Linked DNA regions of Mus musculus: regions 2 and 3 are each linked to region 1. Evidence: chromatin contacts called from public promoter capture Hi-C data. All regions are on one chromosome and are shown on one strand. The core of a region is the stretch at or near the end of the contact, and the rest is flanking DNA. Distances in the headings are between cores, read along the strand shown. Region 1 holds the start of Rock2 (Rho-associated coiled-coil containing protein kinase 2). Region 2 holds the start of Rhob (ras homolog family member B). Region 3 holds the start of Ttc32 (tetratricopeptide repeat domain 32).

What was found. Promoter capture Hi-C pulls out the DNA fragments that hold promoters and counts their contacts.
Region 2: a contact with region 1 is called in a promoter capture Hi-C map of pre-B cells. The contact joins the promoter of Rhob here to the promoter of Rock2 in region 1.
Region 3: a contact with region 1 is called in a promoter capture Hi-C map of pre-B cells, with 2.7 times the contacts expected there. The contact joins the promoter of Ttc32 here to the promoter of Rock2 in region 1. A contact is called at or near these places in 1 of 39 promoter capture datasets (pre-B cells) and 1 of 484 Hi-C or Micro-C datasets (CD4 T cells).

What each region holds. Positions count from the first base shown.
Region 1 is chr12:16,893,247-16,896,445 of GRCm38.p6, forward strand. Rock2 (Rho-associated coiled-coil containing protein kinase 2) reads left to right here and starts at 1,732. Exons shown (of 33, transcript NM_009072.2): 1 at 1,732-2,084. The coding sequence starts at 1,944.
Region 2 is chr12:8,498,327-8,501,525 of GRCm38.p6, forward strand. It overlaps Rhob (ras homolog family member B), which reads right to left and starts at 1,683. Exons shown (of 1, transcript NM_007483.3): 1 at 1-1,683. The coding sequence starts at 1,306. The coding sequence ends at 716.
Region 3 is chr12:9,028,539-9,031,737 of GRCm38.p6, forward strand. It overlaps Ttc32 (tetratricopeptide repeat domain 32), which reads left to right and starts at 1,459. Exons shown (of 3, transcript NM_029321.2): 1 at 1,459-1,658. The coding sequence starts at 1,519. It overlaps Wdr35 (WD repeat domain 35), which reads left to right. Exons shown (of 27, transcript NM_001159527.1): 27 at 1-309.

The sequences.
Region 1 (3,199 bases), core at 482-2,981:
GAAGAACTTTTTTTTTTTTTTTTTGACCCAGAGGCCAGTTTTATTATCTACAAGAGAAAGGGTTCTCTTCAGTCATCAAAGACTCTTCCTGTCTTAATCCAAGTCAGAGGGGCTTCTCCCCAGAAGGGCAGACATTTTTGGACCCCTGCGCTGGGTGAAGTGCATGCAATTTTGGCCAGGCCAGGGCTGTAGCCTACCTGCATATTTACCTTGACACCCCAGGGAGCTCTACAGTTCACTATTCAGGGGCATTACACTCTAGCTTCCATAAGTACAAGTTTTCAAATTTAAAAATTCAATATGCTTTTTAGCATTTTTTTGTTGTTGTTTTCAAGACAAGTTTTCTCTGTGTAGCTCTGGTTGTCCTGGGACTCATTCTCTAGACTTAGGTTAGCCTCAAACCCTCCTGCCTCTGTCTCTCCCCAGAGCTGGCATTAAAGACCTATGAGGCCACCACCCTACTTGACATCTTTAGAAGTGGGGGGAAAATCCCATTCAGTTAGGAGCAAGTGTGTTCTCTCACTTGTTTAGCTGCTCATTTCAAAGTGTTCATAATCCCCTTTGCATTTTTTCACTTCCGGTAAATTTTCCCTAGTCTCAACCGGCTTGCAATACCCGTAGGATTCTTCCCGTGAATATGACAAGAGCTTGTTTGGATTATTCAGCTGCTGGAAGATTGGGTCCACTCCCAGGGTTTTGGTCATTGCGAACATTCTGAATAGCCCTGCTGTAAACATCTCCACGCAAAGTCCTCCTCTTTTCGGATCATTTCCTTACACTTGGACTTCCTTAAATGGCCTTACTGGGTCAAAGGGGCTCTGTGAACAGTTTTATAGCTCTTGGCACATAGTTTTCCGATTGCGCCCTGAGAGGATCTGACCAATGGCTAGGGGGCAAGGAGAGGGCAGGAATGCGGAGAAGCAGCCCCTCTCTTTCACTCTCCAAAAGCAAGGGCCCCGCGGATGCAGAAGCGCTTCCTTATTGCCTCCTGTTCCCTCCGCCTGGCCAGTGTCTAAGGTCTAAGGCCAGGCGGGCACCTTGGTCAGGGAAGGGCACAAAGGTTTCTGAGAGTTTAGGATTTATGACCCGGAGGCAGAAACAACTCCTCCAGGCCTCCCAGCTCCGGGACTCAACAGGATTCAAACGAGTCCCACACTCTTAGCGCGGGCTAGGGGCGCGGCCTCCCCGCCCCCTGGGAGCCCCAGGCGCAGGCCTCAGGCGCACCAGGCCTGGGAAGGGCGCTGACCCGGGGCGCAGCAGTTCGGCGCGGCTTGCATAGCTGCGCGCTGAGTCAGCGGGACACAGCGGGCGGGGGGCGCGGACGTCAACTAGGCCTCTGGGTCCGGCCGGCGACGTGGGACACACGACGGGGACCACGGGGCACCGCGCTGCCATCCGTCCCGCCTCCCAGTCCCGCGAACCGGCCCGACGAGGCAGGGAGACTAGCCAGGCGGCGGGAACGGAAAAGAAGCCTGGCTGCTCAGCCCGGTGGCGGGGCGTGGCCGGAGGCCAGGGGCGGGGCGTGCCGCGGGGCCGCGCCGGGGTGGGCGGGGCGGGGCCGGGCCGCGCGCAGCCGACCGCGGGCGGAGGGGCTTGTGGGTAGCGGCGGCGCGCGGCCGAGTAGGGACGCGGCTCCGACTGCGTGTGAGGGGAGCGGGCGTGTGGGCGCGCGAGGCGGCCGGCGGCGATATGCGGGTGGACGGGCGACGGCCCTAGCGGCCTGAGCCCCGAGGGCGGGGTGGTGCGGCGCGGGCGCCCCTTCCCCGCTCCCGCCCGCCGGGTCCTGGCGAGCTCGCTACGGGCCGGGCGGCGCGCGTGCGGCTGAGGGGCGGGGACGCCGTGTGCCTCGCTGCTCCCGGCCGGGCCGGGCGGCTCCTCAGACAGCGGCGCGCGGCGTGCCGGGGCGGAGGTTCCGCGGGCGGCGCTAGGCCCGGCGAAGCGGCATGAGCCGGCCCCCGCCGACGGGGAAAATGCCCGGCGCCCCCGAGACCGCGCCGGGGGACGGGGCGGGCGCCGGCCGTCAGAGGAAGCTGGAGGCGCTCATCCGAGACCCTCGCTCGCCCATCAACGTGGAGAGTCTGCTGGTAGGTGCGGGCTAGGGAGGGAACTCCCCGCCCTGCCTGGTCCCCCCTCGGCCCACCCGCCCCGCTTCCGGCTGCCCGGGGAGCTGGAGACCCAGGTTCCAGAGTGGAGACCCCACCTGGGATTCTCGGGTCCACCTCCCTGCCGAGCGAGTGTCATCTCGGCCGCCCCCGTTCTTGGAGCGCGCAGGGAGGAAACACCCCTGGTCTCCTTCCCGCCTACCCAGTTGGTTTGGGGCGGAAAGGTGGAGGATTGGCTGTGCTTCCTACACTGGGCTACCCAATTTGAAAGTGTCACGCAGTGTGGGAGCTAGGGTGAAAACCCAGGGAGAAAGAAACCCGACGCTCTTCCTATTGGGAGTACCACCGGGGGCACACGACAAAGAGCTCGTCAGGAAGCTGGGAACGCACAGCTAGCTCAAGTTTGCTGCTTTCAGTTGCTCTTGGACATTCCATAGTAGCTATTTAGTACATTTGAATTTATGTAAATTAAATTTCCGGAGATTGTTGCTCTGAAGCCAAGAAATGAGTCTGAATTGTAGAATGGGATAAATCTCTCCCCTTCATCTTGTCTTTCCCATAGCATTCAAAATCCAAATTAAGAGCCTTGGAAAAGGCAGCTAACTGGAGCTCGGTTAAGAAAAGAACACGATTTACAATAAATGCCATGTAGAATGCTGGTATACTTCTGGTCGTGTTGAGGGAAGCGATTATGCTTGGCAAACGAATTTGATTAGTGTGCACCTAGAGTTGCATTTATGGGAAAAAGTGGTGTGAACGTGTACCCTGAGGAGAAGTCGGAAAAAAAAAAGATACTCCGGCTATTAGCTTTGGAGGTCTAGACTTAGGGTGGGTGATCAGGCATTCTGTGCCAAAAAGCATGTCAGACCTGAGCTCTGCTAGGAGAAGCCTAGTGACTCTGTGATGAGAAAAACTGTCTCCTCCCTTTCCACTGACTAACTTTTCTTCTGAGGCCGTTGGTTATCCTTTGAGGTTTCTGGAATCATTTGCAGAGTGACTCAGTTCTGTTTGGCCACAGCGCAGGAACTGACTAGAGTGTGGGTATCGCTCTATAGGATGTGTAAATATAGAGATTTTGACTTTTGGGGGCGGGGGGA
Region 2 (3,199 bases), core at 433-2,932, 8.4 Mb before region 1:
TGCCGGAGGTTCGCTGGGGGTTGGCCCAGGAGACACTGTCTGAGCTGCTTCCTCTCGACCCCAAGTCAGTTGCAAATGTCTTCCCCAGGGTGTGGAAAGATGGCCAAGTCCAGTTCATGCTTGGATGGGTGGGCGCCTGACCCAGCCTGGGAAAGGAGCTGCTCTGGGCCCTGGTCGCCCCACACACCACTAAACAATACCATTCTGCCTCCGAAAATAAAATCTGTATTTATGTAACAGCCCCATCCTCCCCCCAGCCCTCCCCTCCCGCCATTCCAGGGGTCTATGTTACAGACATGGAGCAACAGTAGTGGCTTGCTGGTTACAAGCAAACCTGCTGGGGGCGCAACCACTCTGCGTGCCCCTGGGGAAACCAGAGGCGGGGGTGGGGCAGGAGTCGGGTGGGGTGTAGGGAGTCGTACACACACACAACCACACTTTGAGGCCTGGCTCTTTAGAAAAGGATGCTCAGGAACCCCTTGGCACTCAGCAGGGTGCCCAGGCCTGTGCCACACAGCTGGACACACACAGACACTGGGAAGGGGGAGCTCGGTGCCCACGCTAATTCTCAGCGTGACCAGCCAGAGCCACCAGCAGATGTCAGGCAGTCTGGTGGTGTCCTTGGGGGCATGGGTCTCCCTTTCTCCCGGTTCGTGGGCGACCGGGCCAAGGAGGGGGAGCCACGCTGGCAAGGGCGTGAGGCAGGACGCGTCCCTCATAGCACCTTGCAGCAGTTGATGCAGCCATTCTGGGATCCGTAGCGCTTCTGCAGCGCGGCGCGCGTGGCCGTCTCAAAAACCTCGCGCACGCCCTCCTTGGTCTTGGCCGAGCACTCGAGGTAGTCATAGGCTTGGATGCGCACCGCCATGGCGCGGCCGTCATCCGTGCGCACTGGCTCCTGCTTCATGCGGGCCAGCTCCGTGCGGACATGCTCGTCGCTGCGCAGGTCTTTTTTGTTGGCCACCAGGATGATGGGCACATTGGGGCAGAAGTGCTTTACCTCGGGCACCCACTTCTCGGGGATGTTCTCGAGAGAGTCCGGGCTGTCCACCGAGAAGCACATAAGGATGACGTCGGTGTCCGGATAGGAGAGCGGCCGTAAACGATCGTAGTCCTCCTGGCCTGCCGTGTCCCACAGCGCCAGCTCCACCTGCTTGCCGTCCACCTCGATGTCCGCCACATAGTTCTCGAACACGGTGGGCACGTACACCTCGGGGAATTCGTCTTTACTGAACACGATCAGCAGGCACGTCTTGCCGCACGCGCCGTCGCCCACCACCACCAGCTTCTTGCGGATGGCCGCCATGAGCTCGCCGGGCGCGGGCAGCAGGAGGGGCCCGCGAGCGCCTCGCCGCCGTCCCGCTCCCTGTTGCTTGCCGCTCCCCGCTCTCCCGCGACTGCGCGCTGCGGGCTAGGCTCGCTAACTGCACCTGGACCCCGCGGCGGCGCGGTCTCTCGGGGCGCTCCGGTTGCCTCGGCAGGGGCGCAGGGGCATACGGTGCACTGAGTGTCGCCGCGCCGCTGCCGCGCCGCTGTGGTCCTCGGCGGTCCCGGAGCTGCGCTGCTTTGTGCGAAGTGATGGCTGATGCTGCGGACCCGGCCTAGCTTCTTTCCCGGGGCGGGTTCACTCTAGACCTAGGGTACAGGGGCGCAGACGACGACAACCGAACTGCGGTGGCAGATGCGGGCTGCGGCCCTAGCGCCCGCTATTTAAAGAGTCCGGCCACTTTCTTAATATAGCCACCCAATGGGAAGCCATAGGGCTGAGCTCATCGCTGCGGAGCTTGGCTCCGATTGGTCGCCCGCTGCAGTCCGAAGGCGGGTTCGCCTTAGCTTGATTGACTGCCCTGTCCGCGGGGCTGGGAGAGGCGTTGACTGTGGAGTCTGCGCGGCGACCCGCCCCGTGGGGTTGTGTGGCCGCCGGGTCCCCGCCTTCGTCGCAGCCTCTCTGAGTGCGACATCGTGGAGCAGGCAGCCTGGAGCCCTCCGGGTCTGGGTGGGCAGTTCCGAGACGAGCTACACTCTTGTGGGGCGTTGGCTGCTCCCAGGGCTTCAGCTTTATCTAGCTTCCGAGCGAACTACGGGTGATCAAGCATGGGGGAGGGGCGGCGCCTTTAACGTGGTTTTGTTTTCACTTAAACAGACACCGGTGCACGGTTTTGTTACCTAGCCAAGGGTTTCGTTCTTTCTTAACTTTGTTTAGATAACTAACCCCTCGTGTGCTCTGGGCCGAATTCTGACACTTACCCAGGGCAGCCTTTTCACTGAGAAAGGCTAACAGTAAATTGTGTGGGCCTGGGTGAGTCCCCTCTCGGCTTTCTCTTCAAGGCCCACACTTAGGTCTCCGGGTGAAGAAGATAAGGGGAGGAATCTAGGAGACACACAGCTGTAGGACAAAGGAAAGCGAGGTGCAGGGCACTCCGCTGAAAAAGAAAGCACCCAGCTTGGGCAGGCAACCTTCACCCAGTCCTACCACATTACATCTGATTCTCGCCCTAAAGCCAGAGAACTGCTTGAAGTACACTGTGCAAGGAAACCCATCTATCCCAACAACTCTCATGGAGCAGATGAAAAGCTTCAAGCTGGGAAAGCAGGCATGCGGCCTCGCAGGGAACTTGCCGGTGGGCACACGGTTTCTGTACAGAGGATGGAGTTTCTTCATACACACCAGGTCTTAACTCGTGAATTACCACTTCCTGCAGGAGATGACACCTCTTCCTATCTTAAAGGATTTAAGCCAGTCCACTGTAAGAAATAGGAAAGACAGAAAGCTGCAAAGGGCGTCAAAGAGGGCCTTACCCCGCCCCCAAGAGAAACTGAACAAAGAAAAAGGAGGAAAGAAAGTGGGGAAATGGCTTAACATTGCTGCGTGGGGTCCTCATGGAGGGCTAGGCTAGGGGTACCAGCTAAGAGAAAGCTTTCTCAGTGACCATGTCATGATGACCTTATGACCCATTTCTTTGTCTCTCTCTCTGGACTGTGAGTTGTCCGAGGGCCAGGATTTCCTCCCACCTGAGCATCATGAAGACCTAGCACTATGCTGGGCCCTAAAGAAGCAGTAAAAATGGTCCGTGCAGTGGTAGGCCTGCCCACCTGTAGACCCAGCCACACAGGACGCACAGGGGTTGGCCTTCCAAGTCTAGGCAGTCTGGGCAACCAAATGAGACAGAGAGAGAAAACAACGGGGAGGGGTAAATGA
Region 3 (3,199 bases), core at 209-2,708, 7.9 Mb before region 1:
TACCACAGAACTAGTTCTCTCTTGCCAAGGTTACCAGTTGGTTAGAGACCCCTTGGGAGGTAGCTGGGGATGGCAGAGGGTAGGAGGGGCTGCCTTGAAGCAGAGAACAGACATGACCTGGGTTCAGGGAGGCTCAGCAGCGGCTTAGGACATGAGCTCTGTTTCTACTTAAGGTTAAATTTCTGTATGTTCATAAATGAGGAAATGGCATTTTAAGACTTTTTATTATTTGAAGTTTTAAAGACTACAAGCCTCATTCAAGAGGAAGCATTTGGTCTCTTTTCTTTGTAATAAACATGAATTAACTGATTTTGAGTAATGCTGTAGTTATCATCAAGCTTATCCCGAGCTATGCCATGGTTCAGAGTACTCTAGTGGCCTAAATGTGACCCCAGCAGCCACAGCATGCACTAATGTGGCCGGTCCCAGCATTCTGGTAAGCAGTGTACCTGCACAGGCACTGCCGACCTCTCTCATCTGCCATACACAGCTCATTATATTTTGCTGAAATGTACTTTAAGATCACTTTTCTGACCGGGCAGTGGTGGCACATGCTTTTAATCCCAGCACTTGGGAGGCAGAGGCAGGGAGATTTCTGAGTTCGAGGCCAGCCTAGTCTACAGAGTGGGTTCCAGGACAGCCAGGGCTACACAGAGAAACCGTGTCTCGAAAAAACAAAACAAATCACTTTTCTTTATTCTCAGAGCTCAGATCAAAAGTTTTTCTGAGACATTATTTGAAATAAACATGAAAACAAATTCTGAAGGGAAAAAAGGACGTTTATCCCATGTTTCCTTCCACTATAATGTAGGGAAATGTGGCATTTGCATTGTCTTCACATCCACAGACACATCCTCGGACACACACAGAGACATACACAGAATATATATCACATGGGAGAAAAAGCTAAGTCTTTTTAGGAAAATATACAGTGACTGAAGTGGCAGAGAATTGTTACCATAGAGACTACAGAAAGTTCACACTCAGAAACATGGACAAATTTGTTTCAAAGTAACAGAATATTAACTCTGTTGCCATAGCTCTAGACGCTTATTTTGGGTATCTAAAATGAAAACAGCAATATTATGTTGCCCTCTACTGTCTGCTTCTATAATTATTTTCTAAAAAAAAATTTTTTAAAGACTTCTTTATTTACTATGTATACAGCATTCTGCCTGGATATATGCGCACCACCACCGCCCGGCCATGGGCACTGTCTGTCTGTCTATCTATCATCCATCTAATCTAATCTAATCTAATCTAATCTAATCTAATCTAATCTAATCTAATCTAATCTAATCTAATCTAATCTAATCTAATCTAATCTAATCTAATCTAATTATGTATACACATGTCACAAAGATTTAAATTCTCTTAATTTCCCGCGAACGGCGTCAGGCGCTACCAGTTGTCTCGCGATACTACGGGTCTTCAAACAGGACAAACGTCCTTTTCCTTTAGCCAACGAAGTCCCGTGAGCGGTAGCTGTGGTTCCGCTTCCACCCGGGTGAGGCGGTCATGGCCTTGCGGCCAGGCCGAGAGGGCGGAGAGAGCTCGGCCGCCCTGGCCACGGCGCAGGCTCGCTTCTCCAGGGGCGAGTTTGCCGAGGCCCGGGAGCTGTACTCCGCCTTCATTGGCCAGTGCGCGCGTCACGGGAGGTAACTATCGCGAGAGCGGGCTGGGCGCGTGGGTGGTCCCCGAGCCACGCGCGGACCGCGGAGTCCTGGGCTGCCGCTTGGTTTCCCCAGAAAAGATCCCCTCCGAGCCCTGTCCTTCGGGGAGGGGACGCCTTGGTCTCCGCAGAGGCCCAGGCGGCAGGAAGCCGCTGTTCTGGGCAGGGAAGGTGGTCGTCCTCGGAACCACAGCGACGCCTTTGTGTTCCGGACGCGAAGGTTCCGGTTCAGCACCCGCTTAAGCTAAGCACAGTCGCTGCACCCAGCTGTCCCGTTAGTGTTTACCACGACGTCACAGCACACTCCTGAAGTTAAGGGTTGTTAATGTGACACCGCTAGAACATCACAAGAGTCCTTTCTGTAGAATATCAAGCCAGCGATGAAACGTTTATTGCCCAGTACAGTTCTTTGTTACTTTGATATTTGAGTTCGAGCAGCTTATCAAGATGTGCACTCTGACCCCTCTATTCCCACTACGCTTTGAGTCTTTAGAAAACGGGGTTGTATGTCGAGCCAAAATCTGATAATTATAAAAATTTTGACATTTAGGGGTCTTGGTTGCATTCTGTTTTCTGCCAGTTAAGGAATTAAAAGGCAGTAAAACTCTCAAGCCAGGCAGGTAGCAGCGGAGGAGGAGGAGGTGGTGGAGGAGGAGGAGGGTGCCACGACTAAGTACAGCTTATGAGAGAATCCGCTAATGAGGAAAGGTTTCCTAGGGGTGAGAAAACTTGAGTGGGCAAACAGATAAAACCCTCGGCAAAGCGGAAGAGGATTTCAGGAACCCGCAGATCCACTCCTTTGAGGGTTTAAGGAACTGAGGGTTGGTCAGTTTGAGCACAGAGCCCTAAGCATGTCCGATCCAGCTTTGAACTTGTGTAGTAGTAGCATAGCAGAGCCATCAGCGGGGGTGGGGTGGGGTGGGGGGCTCTATTGGTGAAAAAAAAGTAGAAAAGCCTTTTTAGGCTGCCGGGTTTTTGTTTCCGGTCAGCCGGGTCAGGAAGAAGCAGGTCAGGTTGGCAGTTCACTATATTTATTATCTAGTCTCAGCTCCTCTCTTGATACATCTGCTTATCAGGGAGTCTTACTCTTAGCCCCTCCGTATTGTTTGTCCCAATGTCTCTGTATTGGTTGTGAATTGGTCGTTAAACCGGGAGAATCGATCCAACTCTGCAGGTTCACAATTCCACTGTAATAGAGTGAAGTCTTTTACTCTTTGTGATATTCACAGCCTGGCTATCTTCTGTGCTAATGCCTGCACATGTAGCATTAGTTACTTCAAGATTTGCCTTTGTTGCGCTTATGTAATGTGTGGAGTGAACACAGAGAAACAGAGAAACTGGGAATTTCTCTCTCTCTCTCTCTCTCTCTCTCTCTCTCTCTCTCTCTCTCTCTCTTTGTGTAGCCCCAGCTGTCATGAAACTCCCTCTACATACCAGGCTGCCCTTGAATGCAGAGATCCACCTGCCTCTGCCTCCCAAGTGCTGAGATTACAAGCTGTAGTACTGGACCTGGAAGATCTTTATAGT